Linked DNA regions of Takifugu rubripes: region 2 is linked to region 1. A link is a contact called in public Hi-C data. All regions are on one chromosome and are shown on one strand. Each heading gives the region's core, a stretch centred on a gene start, on an enhancer-like site or on the middle of the called end of the contact. The rest is flanking DNA. Distances are from core to core; before and after follow the strand shown. Region 1 holds the start of cracr2aa (calcium release activated channel regulator 2Aa). Region 2 holds the start of fam180a (family with sequence similarity 180 member A).

Region 1 (5,047 bases), core at 256-2,755:
CTAACGTGGACTGACAAGTAACTGAAAATAAAAGACTGAAAATAAAGTTCTAGTACACTGACAAGAGCCTTGTTTGCATAGAAATATTGACATATTAGTCACTCAGACTACGTATTAATGTTTCGCTGGTTTGGAAGAGTGCACATATGCAGCAGACTACGTGTGTGTTGATCCATGCAAATGCTGATATGTGGGACTGGAAAAAGACAGGTAGAAAGATATTGGACAGGGACAAGATCAGGGACATGCTGTAACACACAAACACACAGGAGGCCCAAGCTTTTAATCCTCCAAAATAAAAATAAAAAGATTAATTCCTCTCAATATATCTACAATGTGGCAAAATTCTTGCCCACTGTGCAACACTAAGCGTGACTAACCTCACCAGGAAAGTGTGGACTGACACGTGAACTAAGGCATGAGAGGAAATTTATGGGGGAACTTAGGTGACCTGCTGATTCAACAATATTTTGTAATATGAGTCCATTATATTAAGATATGAAAGGTGTATAGATTATTTGACGGTGACTTTTTCTTAACCTGCACATCTATAGGAGGAAGAGTTTGACATTTAAAGCCACAACAATCTGTGGGTTGTGGTGACCAACGACTCACTTGCACAAACCTTAAAAATAAATAAGACATAGACATCTTACTGTTCTACCACTAAGACAAATACTTGTAAAATCAAGGAAATGTTTTTTGATAAGTTTTTCCATCTCTGTAAATACTACACAAAACACACATCTTGCACACACACATACATATATATATATATATATATATATATATATATATATATATATATATATATATATATATATATATATATATACACTGTACAGTATATATTACGTATTTAATTCTGCAGAACACAACATATGAAGATTTTAAAAAGAGAAACTTAATCTGAGAACATAAAAGACTGACATTTTCGCTTGAGGCCATATTCACCTGTCACGGTTTTCCAACTAGATGGGAAAGAGTTAAACTTCAGTTGTAAATGGACCTAAAGGAATGACTTGTTTGAATAACAGGAGCCATCTGAGGTGTAATTTAAAGTATTTTTGAAGTTAATACAAGACGCAACTTAAAAGTCGCTCCACTTCCTGAAGGGACTTCCTTTCTTCTTCTATCATTATTTCCACAACACACGTGAAAGACAGAAAAAGTTTCTACTTCCTTTTACAAACTTTTAACTCGTGAAATTTCCTGCCACACCATTGCCTCACATACGCCGGGCAGACCAAATCAACTTTTTTTCCCCTCACCCAGTCAAGTCAAGAGCACATTTGCAAAGTCAAACCGGACTGTCGAGTTAATTAAGACAGCATGCAAACTCCCGCGATGTTAATCCTGAGCAGATAAAGCGGCGTTGCAAGAAAAAATAGGTTAATTACCTGTAAATGAAAAGTGAAATTCAGGTTAGATGACTCGGCTGAGTCGCTTTCCGTCAGATCCGTTTCTGAGTGACCGAGCATGATGGCGCTAAAATGGAGGGAGGGGCTTCGACTACCATGGCAACAGGAACGCGGATGTACAATCGCACAAGCTCACAGACGTTCCCGTCGAGCGCACTTTTCACGTGTAGATCCGGGTTCGAAACACTAAAATATTCTGATTTTCTGTGTTCATCAGCGTGTTCCAGCATCATTAATCATCAAATGTTTGCATATTTATTTAAGCATGGAAATACTGCAACGTTTCGTCCACGGTTCTGGCAAAATTCTATCTTTAATTGCTGTTAAGGAGACCGGTTTCATGATCTCGGTCACAGGCGGCAGATCAGTGATCTCTAATCAAGACCAAACACCCAGCAGTTGAAGCTGCATGTGTTCATATTTCATACGCAGTTCTTTCTTTTAGAGCCAGAAAGCCAGTCCAAGTGTGAGACAGCAATTACAATAAATTCACAGAAGGCAGTAATCTGATCTTTTGCAATGTCTTCCAAAGTGTCTTCCAGATGTGCTGACATGTCATCGCAGGAAATCAGCATGTGGAATTGATAATATCATGAAGACTTCTAACTATTTAGTTATCTTCATGAGCATGACCAGTTAGTGGAGTTGTCAACATCTGGGCAATGACATGCAAAAATTGCACTATTCTACGCATTGGAATATTCAATATACTCTGGGTTTTGTTGGGCTTCAATACCTTCACAAGTCTTGCAAGTAAAACTACAAAACTTTTTTCAAACTTATAAAATGCACAGGCCTTTTCACACAGAGGGCCCTTTGTGGTCTCATATTGAGGATGAACCCATGCACAGACCTGAAAATGAAGGATATTAAAACAGAAGAAACCCATAAGATCAGTTATTAGAGTAAAACTATTATACTCTAAAAACAAACAGATGGTACTTTCGCAAGCCAAGAAACATAAGGGAGCAAAGATCTGCAGCATGAATGTCTGACTGGATGACAGTTGGTCTGAGGGGATGGGGCAATCATCAAATCCAGACGAGGTTCTGAAAAAGATTGATTCATGTTCAGTTTTCAATATTGAGATTGGTCTCTTAAAATTTCCAATAAAATGGCCAATTATTGCCTAATTATTACCTTTTATCATATATGGTGAATTGACTCTTCATAACAAAAATATAACTTGTGAACGTGTGTCACTGATATCTTACCGTCTACAGTTGATATTTGACATAGTGTGACCATATATTATATATATTATTATATATCTATTATATAATAATAGATAAAGCATAATTTGTCAGATAATTGAAGATGTGGACAAATTGTAAAATTAAAGAAAAATACTGAATGTGTGCTGACTTTTATATTCATTACACAATAGCTAACTCGTCTAAATGCTAATTCTGTAATGCGTAAATGTTTTAATTATTAACTGTAAAATAAACAATAATCTGCCCCGTTTTGTGCCGCTGTAATTCCCATGATGCTCAGATGGGGGCGGTAAAAGACCTGTTATTGTTCAGCACGCTCCGCACCTGTTTTTCTAATAAAAACCCTGGAACATCTGCATTTGTTCTCCGACATAAAACTAGCAGGTCTCGCATTATCCACCTGGTCCGGGACCGAGAACTTGCGCGGATGAACATGAACCCGGCGTGGTGATAAGTGGCTCCGATCTACTGGGAGCAATCCCTATAACGAAACATAAAAGCGTCTCTGCCTCATTGAGCAGCGGAGTCGGCCACGTCTGTTAAGGTTTCAGGCTTCACAAACTGAAAATACGCGGATGTTCCGCATGTGAAGAAGACTCCTTGTCAAGTTGTTTTAACAAGGCCAATTTACTGGTAAACACATGCGTGCAAAGTGACGCTTTGGAGCCAGATGTGTTTACATTTTCGGATAAAAGAAATTAACTTTGAAAGCACATATTTCTTGCATGACTGGATGCACTGAAACAGCAGTGATTGTTAATTTTTTCGATTTGATCCAGTTGTTTTTAAATTCTATTTTCAGTGATTGATATTTATGCACACAGAATATACATCTGCACAGTGCAGGATGCTGTCTCCTGATTACCTCCTGATGTTCTCTAATGAGGTCTGCATGTGGGCCTGATTCCAAGGCAACTTCCATGACGCTTATGTGGGGACAGGAAACCGCCGTCGCAATCACAAGCTGAGCACAGATCCGCTTCAGGACCTATGGGAGGCATTTCAGAGAGGAGAACAGGAGTAGAGTGGCAAGAAAAACCAGCGATGCGGGTCTGCAATGTCATCATGCTCCAAGACCTTGGAAGCACTGACATCACTTGATCAATGGTGATGCTTTCAGGGTCTCTGGGGGTCATATGTGGCCATGATCTCAGATAGTCCCTGTGGATGAGTATGCATTTCTTGCATGTGAGCTGTTTCACCACTCAGAGTCAGGATCTGCTTTTCCTTGTGGCCTCTTTTAGACCCAGTTTGATGCAGAGAAAAGCAAAGAATTTGCTTTTCTGCATCATATCAGCAAGATTGCTAAAGTTTATGACCGAAGCTTTGTCCTCTGGCTATAAACAATTGAAAACTATTGGGTTCAAACTTAAGGGGCATTGTCACCTACAAGGCCTCTAAATGTAGGCTTCAGGCAACACTAATGATGAGGTGTAGCATTTTAACCCATATTGCCTAATGGGATATGGCCAAAATTGTTCAGTTGTATTTAAACATTGACATAAAATTAGTGTTGAAGGTGTGGTAATGTCATCTAGCAATTATTGCTTTCAACTATCTCCACCTTTGTTGAAATCCATTGAAAGTGCATATTTTTAAGAACAAAAATCAATCATTTGTTTGCCACATCTTGAAAACTAAACTGTTCACCTTGGGTGTAGATATCCTCTCTGAACTGTGTCCGAGCTGCTGGCCTGCCCACAGCAGGCGTACTAGTCCCAAAACAGTGCTCTCCTCCAGGCGCATTGTTTTTGTTTTTGCAAAGCAGCGATTAAAGCTCTCACCAACCGGGTCTGTTTTTCCCAGGATGTGGTACACCCACGTAGAAACCTGACCGCTGTTTGTTGCTGCCAAGTTGAATATGCGTGATTGTGTGCATGCGAAGAAAGTGCACCGCTGCTAATGCTCCTATTGGACAAAGTCTTATTGTACAAGACGAGCTGTTGCACGCTCCATTTACAGCACGGCTGCTGAGACATTACGTATTTAACCTTAGCTGTGTTCGAAATCTCCCAAATTCCCTAAAGAGTGCACTAACAAGGGTGTTTGTAGAGGTGTCCCAATGGTAAGTGAGGATCACCCCATCATAGTGCTCAAGTTACAATGAGTTGATTAGAAAAGATGTTACTGTCAACAGTGGTCTGCCCTTCACATCCCCCCACCCATCCTGGGATGAAGAAAGGAACCGGACTCATGTCATTAGATGAGATTCCACACGGACACCAATGAATCCCCCCACCTCCACCCCATGGGAATATAGATACATGTGTTTCCCATTGCTCCTACCCTCATTTAATCTGACTGACCACACCAGATATCCTATTATCCCAACAATCTTACTCTCAGATTACAACAGGAGACACACCAAAAAGGTCAATGGAATTTCTATATCACAGGAGCATAGCAATA
Region 2 (5,345 bases), core at 2,480-4,979, 140 kb after region 1:
TTACAGTGCCTGTGTGACTGCTTATCAGCTTTCTGCACATTGCTTTTGTCCCACCCCTTTGTCGCTTTTCAGACTGTGATCATTTCTTTTGCAGCCGAACCCACCTGGATATCTCAGATCGTAGACCAATCACAATTTTAATCTGAGGATCCAGGGTTCAAGTCCCTGTTCAGGTGTGTCTCTCTTAATCAGATCCAAAAAGATACTAAGTGTGGGGCCTCCAATCTTGTGTTCTCAGGCCTAGTCTGGAATATGTTCTTTTTCTGAGGAAGCTAAAGAGGGATTGAATTTTACAGTGGAGAATATCCTGAGAAACTCGTGTTGTATAGAAACAGCATTGACAAGGACAGGAAGAATCAAGGACGGCACCATTCATCTCTAGAGTAGCCTTTCCAACACTACGGAACACAGACAACCCCGGGTCACAAAGAGGACACAGGGCATCAGCAAGGAACACACAGTTCACACTTCTGTCATCTGGCCAACACGGCGCGAGTGTGAAATCAAAGACAAGCAGCCAAAAAACAGCTTCTACCATCCACCTCAACGTAACAATATTGCACAAATAATTTACTACTGCACTTTTGCAGGTGTGATGGGTGGGAGTGCACAACCTTTTGTGCCTAATACAGGAGAGGTTTTAAAAAAGAATCCGTGGAAAGTAGTGATGAGATTGATATTATTCATGCATTGCAAACTCAAATCTCAACCCGCTTTGGACAGTTTTTTTTTGTCTACTCTGCAGATTTCTGCCATCTGTGTCTGATTTCGAGACAAAAATCTGTTGTTGTTTCTTGCTCAGTCTGCTGCGATGCCTCTTTTAAAAAAAAAGAAAAAAAAAAAAACGAGAGGGAGAATACCACCTAAAAACAATGCAGTTGCTGTTTCAGTGACCTGACCGACCTTATATGTCTGCACCCAGTGCCATAAATTGCAGGTCATTTGTGAAAGCATCCTAACTATCTTAGCTCAGTTCAAAAGTGTTTGTTTACATGCAGTTTCAGATGGAAATTTGGATGCAAACTGCACTTGAAAAGATTTACATTCCAATAGCAGTGTGTGGCTATTCTGAGCTTCCCCATTCTGCTAATTTCAGTCATTACTCTACTTTGCATCTATCAAGACCAAATGCACCATTGCAACACTGAACTAAATGGAAAAGAATGACAGCCCCAGCTATAGATATCATCTTGTGCCCCAGAGGTCAGATTGAAACAGAAGTGTGGCTGACTGGATCATAAAGTTGGTTTGGACTGCACCATCATGTAATATAACCTACATAGTGCTGACAGTCCATCTGCAAGAAGTCTGAGAGGTTTGTGGAATCCTGCTGTGAACTGGAAACTGAGCACTATGTGTGGATCCCGTGCACTGTAAGTCGCAGACACTATGTCGATGCATTGATAGGAAAATTATAATTTTACCCTTTGCCAAGATGGTAAGCATAACATTAAGTGGAAACTATTAAAGTGGAATGAAATTCGCGCCTCTGCATCATATTTAAAGAATCAGTGCGCTCTACCCCCGTAGCAAGACTAGTCGTATCGATTTTAAACTAGCAGGCGCGCTGCTAAATAAAGAAAAGGTTTCCGGTAATACAGGGCATGTGGCGAGTACAGCTGGTAAATACTGACATCTAGGGGAAACGTGTTATTATTACATATTTCACATGATCACGCACCAGTGCGATCAGAAAAATATTAGAAACAAAAACTCGTTCATAAACATCTCTTCTACATTAAAACAAGCGTTATGACTGCCTGTGAAATTGTGATTGAAATTATCAAACATCAGATAGAAAGATGTAGAAAATGCGATTTATATTGTCATACTGAGCATTTAAGAAGCTTAAGTAACGTACAGTATAGTGGTCATAGGCGGAACAGCAGACACATTTAAAGGGCGTCGAAATAAACGTTTATCACAGTTGTTTTTTGTTTTGTTTTTTACATTTGGAGCATATTTCGCAGTTCCATTGTCAGTGATTTGTTGAGGTAAACTCGTCTAAAGAAAAAAATACATCTTAACATATACCATTCAGTTTTGTCTGGAATATTAAACAAATTTCTATTAACTAAGCCTGTTTGTCAGTCTTAACAGATTTACATCATCCCCATTCTTCTTGGAGTAACGCTGACAGTGTTTTGGAGTAGATTAATCTGTAGTCTAAAATGGAGACGTATAAATTATGGGGGATATAAAAGTCAGAACAAAGTTAAAGTTCTCTGTTGCCAGTCCACAGGCATGTCTTGGCCTCATTTATTAGTTTCTGCTTGTTTTCTGTTAATGAAGCTCTGGGTGACATGTTAAACACTGAGCATTAAAAATTATATTTACTGATCAACATCTTTAACTTTGTGTTAACCAGTTCGTCCATAAGATCATGAAAACATACCCTAACTTAACCCATAGCCTGCATCTACCTTCACTTTCTGACAAGTACTTGGTTGGATTTCATCCCAGAAAAATATTTTCATTCAACTTGCCCAGAGAAAGAATAGTTGGTAGAATAGTTTGCCTGTTCCTGAGCTGTACTTTTTGGAGGCTTTGCAGATGCCTCAGTTCTCTTGCCAGGTCCAGAGTGGATCTGAAATCCCCCTGCAGCAGCACAAGGGCCACATTTCAGTCTGGCACCAAGCTTTGCCTGAATTCCTCAGAAAGACCAGAAGGCCAAGAGTCCACTGATGACCTGTACTGTACACCCAAATCAAATAATGATAAATAACAATAAAATAGAGTTCTTTAACTAATACTCTTGAAAATAAAGGCATCTTTTACAGCTGTTTGGTTGTTTAAGTCAAGTAACAAGTTTTAGTTTTTGCTCTTTTTGGCTGAGGGGAGCTTAAAGTAATTAAATTTAAATTTGCAGGGGCCATTCAACTAAGAACACCGTCCATCCATCCATTTTCTGTTAACTCGGGTCTTTTCCTAATCAAGGTCACGGGCTGCTGGAGCGTATCCCAGCAGTGCAACAGTCCAACAAAGACATCTGTCATGAGCCAAGATGAACAAGTTTAATCGAAACATCGGACAAACCCAAAATCTCTTCCTGCTCAAGTGCCCTGACTGACGCATTGACTGTTTCCTGCACTCTGACCTGCAAGGAAAGTGGCTTTATGGATCATGGATTTCTAACAGGAGCTATTGTATACGCAGCCCTCAGCCTTCCCTGGACCGCTGAAAACTCCAAATTAGTTAGATCTTAAATACAGGCTGTTCAAAGATATTCGAAAGACATCAAATTGAAATAATCTCTGTTCAACATATTTTCAGTTTTTTCTGTATTTGTTACATCACCACACTCGTTTAAAGCAACACTGAGGGCGTCTGACATCAGCTTTTGATGAGCTGCTGTACACAGATGATAAAACGGCGAAGATTGAATGTGCAGATGCGAGCTATACTGCAAAGATTCACACAATGACAAACTTGGATGATCAAAGCACACAGAAGAGACGGTCTTTAAGAAAGAAAGAAAGATGTTGGCAACAAGCGGTCGACCACAGCCAGACATATCAGAAACACTGGGCCAACACTTACAGTCGCCTCAGTAGGAGCCGAGACAAGGGAACCTGGGACAATGCACATTCACACAAAACATCAAAGTAATTGCAATCTGAATATGGCATAAATTAGATTTAGGTTTAAAAGAGAAGGAGAGAGAGAGAGTAAGGAGGTGGACACAGAGAGGGACAGAGAGAGACAGCACAATCAGCTGTAAATGGGAGGAGAGAGCACTGTCAGATGGAGTCGGGGAGTTCTGGAAAGTGTTGTGTCGTGTGAATAAAAAGAGAGGGAGAGATGTGACAGACAGTCGATACCGTCCAGCAGACACTCTGTAGTTACAGGCAACAGACGTTACTGGAGTGATTCGCCACCATGCTGCCCTGCAGGATAATTGTCGTTTGTCTTTTCTGCTGTTGCATCAGAAGAGGAGATGCACGACATCAGGCTCAACGTAAGTGTGGGACTTAAACTCCTTATCTCACCACTAAATGGAGAAGTTGCTCTTTGGATTTAGATTTTACCCTCAGGTCTTTTTGATGAATCAGTGAAAACTGCCTCAATTATTCTTGGCTGTACATTTCTTTTGTGGTTTAGCCTCCTTAAACATTTATTTAAACAAAAAGATCTTACATATAAAGATTATTACTGAAAACAAAATAATAAAACACAGTTGGAATGTGTATTGAAATGTATTGAAAAATTTGCATCAATTTATTTTAATGTGATTTCAACATAACTCTACCAGATAATGTTTTTTCTTCACGTCTCCTGCTATAATCTGAAGTCCTCTGCATCTGCTTCTGATTAAATAAAAAGGTAGTGTCCAAAATGATCTAAGAGAGGAAACACATCTCACAAAAATGAATGAAACGCACGCTGAAGTGCTCAACATTCAATTGGTAAGGAAGCTGTATTTCTCTGCCATTTCTGTGGGATGTTGTGCTAATTTATGTCCCTTCTTGGTTCTGTCAGTCACTGGTTAAAAGCCGAAGATGTGAATAATAGACCGGCGACAGTGATCTAAGAAGTGATCTGCATTCATCAGAAGTTCTTTCCTGGCCTTTGCAATCCTGTTGATATAGTGCTCACATGGTGGACATAAAAGTATGAGCGAATGTCGAAAACAGCTTCTGTGCAGGGAAAAACCTGCACGCAGTCCAAAATGCATCTTAAGATCTCCGTGTGTGTGCTCAGTGCTGTCATTAACATAACCCAGCAACTGAGAATAATGGCAAGTAACTATCAGTTTGTCAAAGACTGAAAATTCAAGTTTACACAATTATCTCTCCCAGGATGCAATCCAACCTTGTAAAGTGTAAATTTGCAGTGATTTATTGGCAACAAAAGGAATTTAAACTCCAAATCTCTTAAACAGAGCTTCATCCTCATCACGCTTCTTTAAGCTCTCGAATTTATGTAAAAAAAAAAAAAACATTAACAGTTTTAGGTCTGGAACTATTTTTAATGTTGTAAGTTGTAAGCTTGTGTGTTTGCTTTCTTCATCCTACCATAACTGTAATACATAGTTGTAGACATTTTTTTTAAGGGAGAGCAGAGATGTGTCAATTAGGGGAAATGTGTCAGCAGGTGACCATTAACCTCAGCTTCTTCTTGACACTTGTCTTCTCCATTCAAAGAAATCTGCACATTAATATATATTCAGTGCACCCTCCTGTGTTGCTAGTGTCCTTCCTTTTTGTTTTTAATAACATGGGGTGTTGAGTTGTGACATGTTTGATCAATCAATCAATCAATCAATCAATCAAACAATCAATCAATCTTTATTTATATAGCATCTTTTACAATCAGAATTGTTTCAAGGCGCTTTCCAGAATCCC

The links. Hi-C and Micro-C count contacts between places; a contact is called where the count stands out from the background.
Region 2: a Hi-C map of an unstated tissue shows a contact between it and region 1, with 9 times the contacts expected there. The contact joins the promoter of fam180a here to the promoter of cracr2aa in region 1. A contact is called at or near these places in 2 of 2 Hi-C or Micro-C datasets (muscle and an unstated tissue).

Annotation. Positions count from the first base shown.
Region 1 is chr9:4,474,498-4,479,544 of fTakRub1.2, forward strand. It overlaps cracr2aa (calcium release activated channel regulator 2Aa), which reads right to left and starts at 1,506. Exons shown (of 18, transcript XM_029842017.1): 1 at 1,401-1,506.
Region 2 is chr9:4,615,132-4,620,476 of fTakRub1.2, forward strand. It overlaps fam180a (family with sequence similarity 180 member A), which reads left to right and starts at 3,730. Exons shown (of 3, transcript XM_003967196.3): 1 at 3,730-3,958. The coding sequence starts at 3,880.